Linked DNA regions of Danio rerio: region 1 is linked to region 2. Evidence: chromatin contacts called from public HiCAR-type data. All regions are on one chromosome and are shown on one strand. The core of a region is the stretch at or near the end of the contact, and the rest is flanking DNA. Distances in the headings are between cores, read along the strand shown. Region 1 overlaps keap1a (kelch-like ECH-associated protein 1a). Region 2 overlaps zgc:110158.

What was found. HiCAR-type assays count read pairs that join an accessible place to other places.
Region 1: a contact with region 2 is called in a HiCAR-type map of caudal fin, with 5 times the contacts expected there. The contact joins two enhancer-like sites. A contact is called at or near these places in 4 of 18 Hi-C or Micro-C datasets (caudal fin, embryo and hematopoietic stem cells) and 1 of 4 datasets of contacts at active chromatin or transcription factors (caudal fin).

What each region holds. Positions count from the first base shown.
Region 1 is chr2:44,846,506-44,851,219 of GRCz12tu, forward strand. It overlaps keap1a (kelch-like ECH-associated protein 1a), which reads right to left. Exons shown (of 7, transcript NM_182864.2): 4 at 4,068-4,714. Among named protein-coding and RNA genes, the nearest start is that of keap1a, 17 kb to the right of the region's middle. Within about 2 kb of position 1,721, at least 7 of the 62 cell types and tissues checked have an H3K27ac peak or open chromatin away from gene starts, as enhancers often do. A contact at or near this core is called in caudal fin, where this site is marked.
Region 2 is chr2:44,658,234-44,662,792 of GRCz12tu, forward strand. The region is part of intron 5 of zgc:110158; the gene reads right to left. Among named protein-coding and RNA genes, the nearest start is that of znf622, 36 kb to the left of the region's middle. Within about 2 kb of position 2,483, at least 29 of the 62 cell types and tissues checked have an H3K27ac peak or open chromatin away from gene starts, as enhancers often do. A contact at or near this core is called in caudal fin, where this site is marked.

The sequences.
Region 1 (4,714 bases), core at 471-2,970, 190 kb after region 2:
ACCTCGATTTAACATATCATCCGAAAGACGGCGCTCATTGAGCAGTACAGAGACCCCATCAATTTACTGCAGCTTTAGGACCTACACAGACCGCAGATTGAGCACCCATTGCTGGTCTCACTAACACCACTTCCAGCAGCAACCTAGCTTTCCCATGTGGAAAAGCTTTAATTTAATATATCTTCTTTAAAAGTGATTGTTTTATGCACACAAGCTACTGTTTAAAATTTTGAGGTCTAGGATTTTAGTTAAAAATACCCCTTTTATTCAGCAAGAATGTTAAAAATAAGAGTTCCAATAAAAAATTTGAAAAAAAATATTGTTTTATCTTATCACTGACAAGAAATGGTAATATAGTTTACAGAATTCATTGTAAAAAGCGAAGTTTAATTTAAATTTACTTTAAAAAGTAAATAAACCTGTTGCCTTAAAAGCGTCAAGTTGACTTTCCTTAAGAAAATAAGTTTCTTGAAACATTTCAACAAAGTTGACTTAATATAATTATGTGCATAGTTTATTTACTTAATTATTTTAACTAGTTTAGATTTTTTTTTTGATAAAGTCAATTGTACCATTGGTATGTTGACAACAGATTTGAGGATCCACGTGCATTTTAATAAATGGGGAAGGGTCAGGCAGGCAATGGTCAAATGGGTGCAAACAGTATCATAGGGGTAATCCAGAAGGGTAGTCAAAGTCACAGGTGAATAGTCAGTACAGGCGGCAAAGAATCAATATCAACAGCAAAACAAGGCAAGGATCAAACACGGAAAAACTTAGACAAAGAATTGCTTTGTGGTGTTGCAGACTAACAAGACTCAGCAATGTGTGTGTGAGAGGTGAATATAAAGTCCAGGTAATCAGTCCATGATGAGTAACCAGCTGTGTGTGTGTGTAATCGGGGGAATCAGGAACTGGTGTGTGTGTGGTTTATGATGGTATTTTTAGTCCAGTTTAGTGACAGATGTGTAGTTCTCCAGCGATCTGCAAGGATTAGATCGCTGGTGATCGTAACATCAACTAATCACTTTTTACAGTAAAAAACAAGAGTCAGACATTCCTCTAACACACCTTTTAATTGTAAATCGTGAGAAACTAACTTTTACTGGCCTCTTTTTTTAAATTTGTGTGTGTGTGTGTGTATTTTGTAGTGTAATTTAATGTCCAATATCTTACTTTTCTATTTAGTTTTAATTTATTTATTCATTTAATTCAATATAATTGTGCATTCTGCACAACACTTTGAAAGAAATGACATAATCTCCCCTTTTTGTAACTGGTAGCAGTGTAGTTTACAAACTTTACTGCTTTATAAATAAGACTAATTAAAGATAGTTAAAGCGAAGTCAAGCATTTATCCTTTTTAGCAACAGTTTTACTATAGTTAGTTCAAAGTTGACACTTCCTCATACAAATGACTTGACAATATCCCTTTCAAGCAAAAACGAGCAACCACCTACAGCAGTTCTCACAATAGACAATGGAGCACTTCCTATCTCATATATCATGCAGTACTTGACAAACAACAACCTGACCCTTTTTCGTGTTTAAGCTCCATGAAAACAGTCCATGCGAGTTTCTTCCTACCAGATCAGTCGCCATGCTTACAAACTAATATAATAAATACAAAATATTCATAATTATCACACTCATTATAAAGAAATGTGTTTCTCCTGAAAGGCCAAACCTGACTCTACGCCGAGGAATGTATGTTATGAAACAGATTTGCCTGAAGCTTGTTAGTCAGGATTGATGGCTGTGCTCTGAAAAGAGTGAATCTCTACAAAAACAATGGACGGTCTAAATCAAAACACAGTCTGCAAATGACAAAGTTTTGCAAATGTAGCATGTAGCATGACCTTTCTCCTAATAATTCATTTTTTATCTGTGCGTTCAGTGTGAATGTGCTTCTGTTGCACAGGTGTGCAATGTAATACGAACTCGGTCAACCAACTATTGATATGTCACTCTTCACTGTGCTAATATTTTGATTCCACTAACATACTTATAATAGAAAGGAAATGCAATACAATGGGGAAAACCCCAAAACCCTCAACAGCACATAACCTTTTTCGAGTTGTTTTCTTCCTGCCTCTGCCTTGACCTCACCTCTCAGTGCTGCTGTAATGTGTACAGGACAAGCATGTGAAAGCTTGCATTTAATAGCCTTTCAGGGGAATATAAAATCAGTGTTGTAAATGTAACTTAAATGTGCCATATAATAAAAATCTGTAAATACCTAGGCATAGCTGAATAATAAAAGTTCAATTTAGTGGAAATTATATACAGTGAGCCTCAAACACCATTCATTCCTCCTTCTCTAGTAAATCCAATGTAATATCCTTGTGAAAAACAGCCAATCAGTACGAAACACTAACTCTAACAATCCACATGAGATTAATATGAACGCCACAACATTTTCTAATGTGATTTTCAACAGCCTTTATTTTCTCCTTATTTTGAATTAATAAAAGCTTATATAGTACTATGTGGTGACGCAGTGGATAGCACGTTCGCCTCACAGCAAGAAGGTCGCTGGGTTGCTGGTTCGAGCCTCAGCTCAGTTGGCGTTTCTGTGTGGAGTTTGCATGTTCTCCCTGCGTTCGCGTGGGTTTCCTCCGGGTGCTCCGGTTTCCCCCACAGTCCAAAGACATGCGGTACAGGTGAATTGGGTAGGCTAAATTGTCCGTAGTGTATGAGTGTGTGTGTGTGAATGTTTCCCAGAGATGGGCTGCGGCTGGAAGGGCATCTGCTGCGCAAAAACTTGCTGGATAAGTTGGCGGTTCATTCCGCTGTGGCGACCCCGGATTAATAAAGGGGTCGACAAGCCGACAAGAAAACAAGCCGGCAAGAAAATGAATGAATGAATAGTACTATGTATGAGGACTCTTATTTAAAAAAAAAAAAACAAGCTATAATAATAACTGCATTATAGACCATTTCAATGTGGTGATGTCACTGGTCTATGAATATTTCTTGTTATTAAGCTATTTCATAACTGTAACAAGAGGCAATTCAATCATAACTTAATGTTAAAACAGCTATCGTAACATTATTTATCAATATGTGGCTTTTTGGATTCTCAGAAGCTATAGAAATTAAAAATGTAAAACAGGAAATACGTTGGGACCAATGTTTTTGTTTACATCTCTCAAAATAGTCTATAGAATTCGAGATGAATTATACATTTATTCAGTGCCCCTGAAGAGGCAAAAGACCTGTTTTAATGTTTTTTTTTTTTTAGTTTAACAGTTTTATTTGGTATTTGGTATATTATATGGTATTTTTGTAACATATTATAGGGCTGCTTGATTATGGGAAAAATATGAATGATTCGAATGTACAGAAAATAATGATGCACATCCAGTGCTGCAAACGTTACATGTGCATAAAATCAGCAGTTCTGTATAAATCAGTTCAGATGCAGAGGAATGGTTAAAATACATTTTTGTTATACAAATATATTTGTAGAATAACTAGATTTTTCAACTAAAGTTAGATTTGTTGAACGAAAACACATGCTTAAGAAACCATGAAATTAGTAGGAAATTACTAGGAAATCACACTTATACACTATGGACAATTTAGCTTTCCCAATTCACCTATACCACATGTCTTTGGACTGTTAAGGGAAAACGGAGCGCCCGGAGGAAACCCACGCGCACACAAAGGGAGAACATGCAAACTCCACACAAAAACATCAACTGACCCAGCCGAGGTTTGAACCAGCGACCTTCTTGCTGTGAGGCGACAGCACCACCTACATTGCCACTGCGTGGCCCTCATTTAAAGAATCCCGTTAATTTAATTTGTATTCTGTATACTTTGAGATTTATAAGAATTTATGCAGTTTTAAGTCAAGTAATTAAATTACTTATGATGCAATTCGAAATGTAATTAGAAGGTAGTTATAATACAATTTGAATTATGTAATTAGTAATACATTACATGTTTGAAGTAACTTACCCGACACTTGTTTTAATCTACATGTGCATAAAATTGAACTTGAGGGGAAAAAACCCAACACAAAATCTTTTTGGATCTGTTTTCTCCTGTCTCAGCCTCACCTCTCGACGCTGTTGTGATGCGTAGAGGCATGTGAACCCCCAACAGCATAAATGCTCCCATCAATGACCCCGACGCCCACTCGGTTTCTGGGTGTGTTGAGCGGAGCCAGCTGGGTCCACTGGTTAGTCATGGGGTTGTAGCAGGACAAAGATCCAGATTCTGTGTTGTTCTGCAGGGAGAGATTGCGTCCGCCGACTGTATAAAGAAGCCCGAACAAAACACACGCCCCAAGCCCGCTACAAGGAGACATCATGCTACCTAGTTTGAGCCAGACGTTCTTGTGCGGGTCGAAGGCCTCCAAGGTGTCCAGAGAGTGTTGCTTGTAACCTCCCGCTATGTAAATGAGCTGCGTCCCACGATGAGGTGTTGGCGGCAGGGGTTTTCGGAGAGCCATTTCATGGAAGATCTTTGATAGGAAGTCTTTGCAGGAGTTGGCCTTGCTGAGGATGGGGCAGGACTGCAGTTGTCTTTTGAGGAAAGTGGGTGGAAGGGCGTAGATGTGGACGGCATTGAGGAGGGCATGGAAGTACTGCGCACGGCTCTCTGCGTCCCAGCGTACCCAGTCTATGCAGGCCTTGTAGACCTCGCTCTCGCAGAGCACCTTCAGACTGTCCTGACTGATCAGCTCAAGCAGCTGGCAATGGGA
Region 2 (4,559 bases), core at 1,233-3,732:
ACAAATCACAGCATCCCGATGAACTGAACACTGATCTTTAATTAAAATGTGTGTTTTATTTTGTACAGGATAATAAAATAAAATAAACAAAAAGCCAATTCATTTGAAATAAATAAAAGGGCTGCACAATATTGGAAAAAAAACTGCAATTTATATTGCGATATAAATGCAATTTTACCAGATGATTTGAATAGCTTGTAAAGAATTCATCATTTTAGATCGATTTAGATGAATCTGTAGCGTATCTGCATAAAATATCATTCAAAAGCAATGTTCACAGATACAAATAAACAATGACTTTGTTTACATGAACACCAGTGACCGAACTAATCTGAATAAGACAATAATATGATTTAGGTGTTTACATGATTTCTCTTTTTGAACGTTTCTTTCATGATCTCGTTTTACATGTTATAGCACATCATTTGATTGCGTCACCACACTATCCACATTTCCTCCTGAGTTTCATGTAATTAGAGGTGTTTCATTTTTAATTTGTCGACTTTAACTGCAGTTTGACACTTTCACTTTCATTCAGGAACATTTCATGCATGCCACCCGTGACAAACGAGATACTGGATGCGAATATGAACTACTAGAAGAGTGTAGTTTTAATGTAATTTGATATTGCACACCGTATACAAAAAACCTCCACATTTGATGCAGGTGTCTGTGGTCTTTCACTGAATCTTTAGGTGCAGAGAATAGTGTAAAGCTGTTTGTGTATAGACTATCCTGTCACAAAATGCAGCGAAAATCCTACACGATGGTAGAAGTTTGATTGCGGTGTTTACATGTGTGTACTGCACTTCAATAATGCGACTAAAATCAGCATACTCCACATGCTTTAATTCCATTTCTGTTTAGTTCGATTATGACCTTAATCTGATTAAATTAATTTAAAAAATCCCTGTTTATATAGTCGGCTACTTATCAGAGTATTGTCTTGATCGCAATTGAATCGTATTAATGATGTTCATGTAAACGTACACAATAATTGATGATTTTCTGGGCCGTTAAACAATATTTAGCAACACAAATTAAATTACCACCATATAATAATAAAAATAACAATAATAACACTATCATGAGTAAATAATTATAAAATGTACAATTAATCTTTAAGCTACAAACATTAGATTTGCCTTAAATGCTTACACACACTGTAAAAAACTATATGATCAGTTAGTCCTGACAGCATTTAAGGTCACTGTAACTTATTAAACCAAGTTAATCCTGTTTTAACTTAATTGTATAAGTTACACAAGCTGTTTTAAGTCAGTTTAACATAAGTTTGATGGACACATAAGGTTAATTTGATTCAGCTTTAAAATTTAAAGCAACCAGGATTTATTTGCAGTGCAGTCGCAGGCCTTAAAGACACATGAAATTAATCAAGTTTCACTCTAAAAAAATTTTAATGACTCCAATATGTTGTTAACTGTAATGTGTGGTCTACTATAATATAATCCCAACTGCATTGCAGATCCTTGCGATGTGACTATTGTGGACTCGCACATTGCGATATCAATAATGAAACGGTATATTGTGCAGCCCTAATGTCCATTTGTCAATATAATTGTATACGTATGAATTTAATGTAATAGTGACCAATACCAAAAACATATTATTTAAAAATATAATAAATATAAAATATCATAAAAAGATCATATTGCTCAAACACACACACAGTTTAAATTTTTAGCCCTCACGTGTAAAATATATATTTATTTATATATTTCTCAAATGTTTTCATTTTCAACAACATTTTATACAACAGTTTTAATAACTAATTTCTAATAACTCATTTCTTTTGTCTTTGCCATTAGGCAATTAAAATATTTAATCATGTATTTTGCAGGATACTAGTTTTCAGGTTTAAGTGTGATTCAAAGACTAGGTTGAGATAAGTTAATTAAGCAAGTCAAGAAATAATATTGACCTTAAAAAATATATAAAAATGCTTTTATTCCAGCCAAACTAAGAAAAAAAGGCTTTCTCCAGAAAAACAAAAAAAATATATAGGAAATACTGTGAGAATTCCCTTGTTCCATTAAACATCACTTGGGTAATAATTAAAAAAGAAAGAAAAAAAAAAAAGAAAACAGAGGATATATTGTTGTGTAGTTGTATTATACATTTATGCAAATACCAAACACATTTTCTTCATAAATTGCAAAGAAAAAATAGCATACAGACCAGCATTGCTCAGTATGCTGTACAGTATGCTCAGTATGTCTACAGTATGTACTGTGAAGAAATTCCCCGAAATGTGTCGCATAAAACCTATGAAACCCCTTTGCTCTCTAGAACTGTTGCACGGAGCTTCCATTAGTGTTGATTAATGATCAACAGGCCATTAAGCTCAAGTCTAAAACAGTTCTGTAAGGAACCTGAGACTATATGACTAATAGCAAACACGCAGCAAAGGAGCTTAGCTTCATTTCTTCCCCCTCCCTAAACAACAAGCCTGCCCTGAATGAGAAGCATATGCCATAACGGGTCCTGTGCACCCATTCCAGCCAATCACGCTCGCTCTGCAGTCCTGCCTCAAAACAGCCATATATAAAAATCACTTCCGACACCTTTGAGAAGATAATAACCTGCCACTTACGGCATGGCCGGCCTTCAATCTCTATTCTCAGGCCCTAAAGGGGGCAGTTAGCTTGACAGTATTCATACACTCTGAATGACGACCGCTGGACAGCTGCAATAGCGCTTATTGACCACACGGGGGCAGTGTTAACAAAGCATTCACGTACTTGTCTGAGCATTGAACGTCCCCACGTTTTGAAGAAATAAGATGCGTACATTAAACTAATCAATTCAAGTTATGCCGGAAGTTTAGTAACAAAACAAAAAACATGCTCCTCAGTTGGTTTCATTGGAGTTTTGGCCGCCCTGTTGAGTCTGTGTATGTGGTTGTGACCCATGCTTATTACCGCCTCTTGACCTCTGTCCAGTGTTCAGACCTCAGACAAGGCCTCCCGCTGGTTGGAGAGCGGCTAAGGAAACCATCCATCCAACACCAGCGGAAATCTCCACGCTGACCACCACAGCCGCAGAACAACACATCTGCCCGGGGTACAACAATGACCCTTCCATGCCAATCCAAATAACACCACTCTTTTCAGATTCACTACTAAAAGATAATAATGGGTAAAGACTAGTTGGTATACAGCTGTGGATACTCACAATATAGCATATATGCAATATAGCATTAGTTTTGTAACATTGTACAACAATAATTCATATTTTTACATTACTGTGAGGGTTAGGTTTAAGTTGATGTTAATTTAATGGGTAATTTAATAAATAACATGGCTAAAACTTGGTTTAATAATGTTCTTTTTTACATAACAGTGATGTTTGGGTTTAGAGTTGGGGTCGGGTTATGAGTTAATAGAATAGAATTAGTGAATAATTTATTAATTAATATGAATAATACTTAGTAGAATTACTATTATTACATCACGGTGATGGTTGGGATAGGAGTAGATGTTAATAAAATACAATTAATGGATAATATAATGAATAATTCTTGTTAACTTCTGGGTTGCAGCTGTATCCCGTCTAGCAAATATAGCAATATAGTCTAGTGCAGGGGTGCTCAACCCTGTTCCTGGAGAGCCACCTTCCTGCAGCTTTCAGTTGCTACCCATATCAAACACACCTGAACCAATTAATTAGGACCTGAACACCACGTGATAATTACAGGCAGGTGTGTTTGATATGGGTTGCACCTAAAATCTATATATATCTATATATATCTATATATATATATATATATATATATATATATATATATATATATATATATATACATACATATATATCATCGATTATGCAATATATCACTAGAAAACCATACACGATATAGCACAATTTTTGGCGGAATTAAATACTGATATCAATTTACACAATATATCGGCATAACGATATTTTGTTTGCATTTGAATATTTTGCGAGTGGATTTTTAAACAAATAAATTTGTGGACGCATGGCGTTGTCGGCTTTACATTTGGTATTTTGGGTTAGGATTTTATTTATTTTTATTTTTTGTCAGGCACCCAACTGAGATCGAATGCTTTTGGCTGCATTTTTGAGAGATTTAGTTTCTAATTTAAATCATGACTATACTGATACTCAAATCCAACCGGCCGCATTTTTAAATACAGTTTCAAATTTATTTATTTATTTATTTATTTATTTATTTATTTATTTATTTATTTATTTATTTATTTATTTATTTATTTATTTATTTATTTATTTATTTATTTTATTATTTATTTATCACAAACTGTTTTTGTTTAGAAATAAATGTGACCAAAATATAAGATTAAGTCTCTATCCACTAATTCAAAGTATTTTTTATATCTAGAAATTTCACATTTTGTTTTAAATAATTAATTTTATTTTTATTTCCAAATAACGTCACCTCCAAAGACCTCAATGACATTTCAAACATGATGTGATCAATGGCACGCAAAGTCATTAAACTTTACATTTTGGCAAGAAACGTGATCATGTGACACAGTGGCTCAGTGGTTAGTACTGTC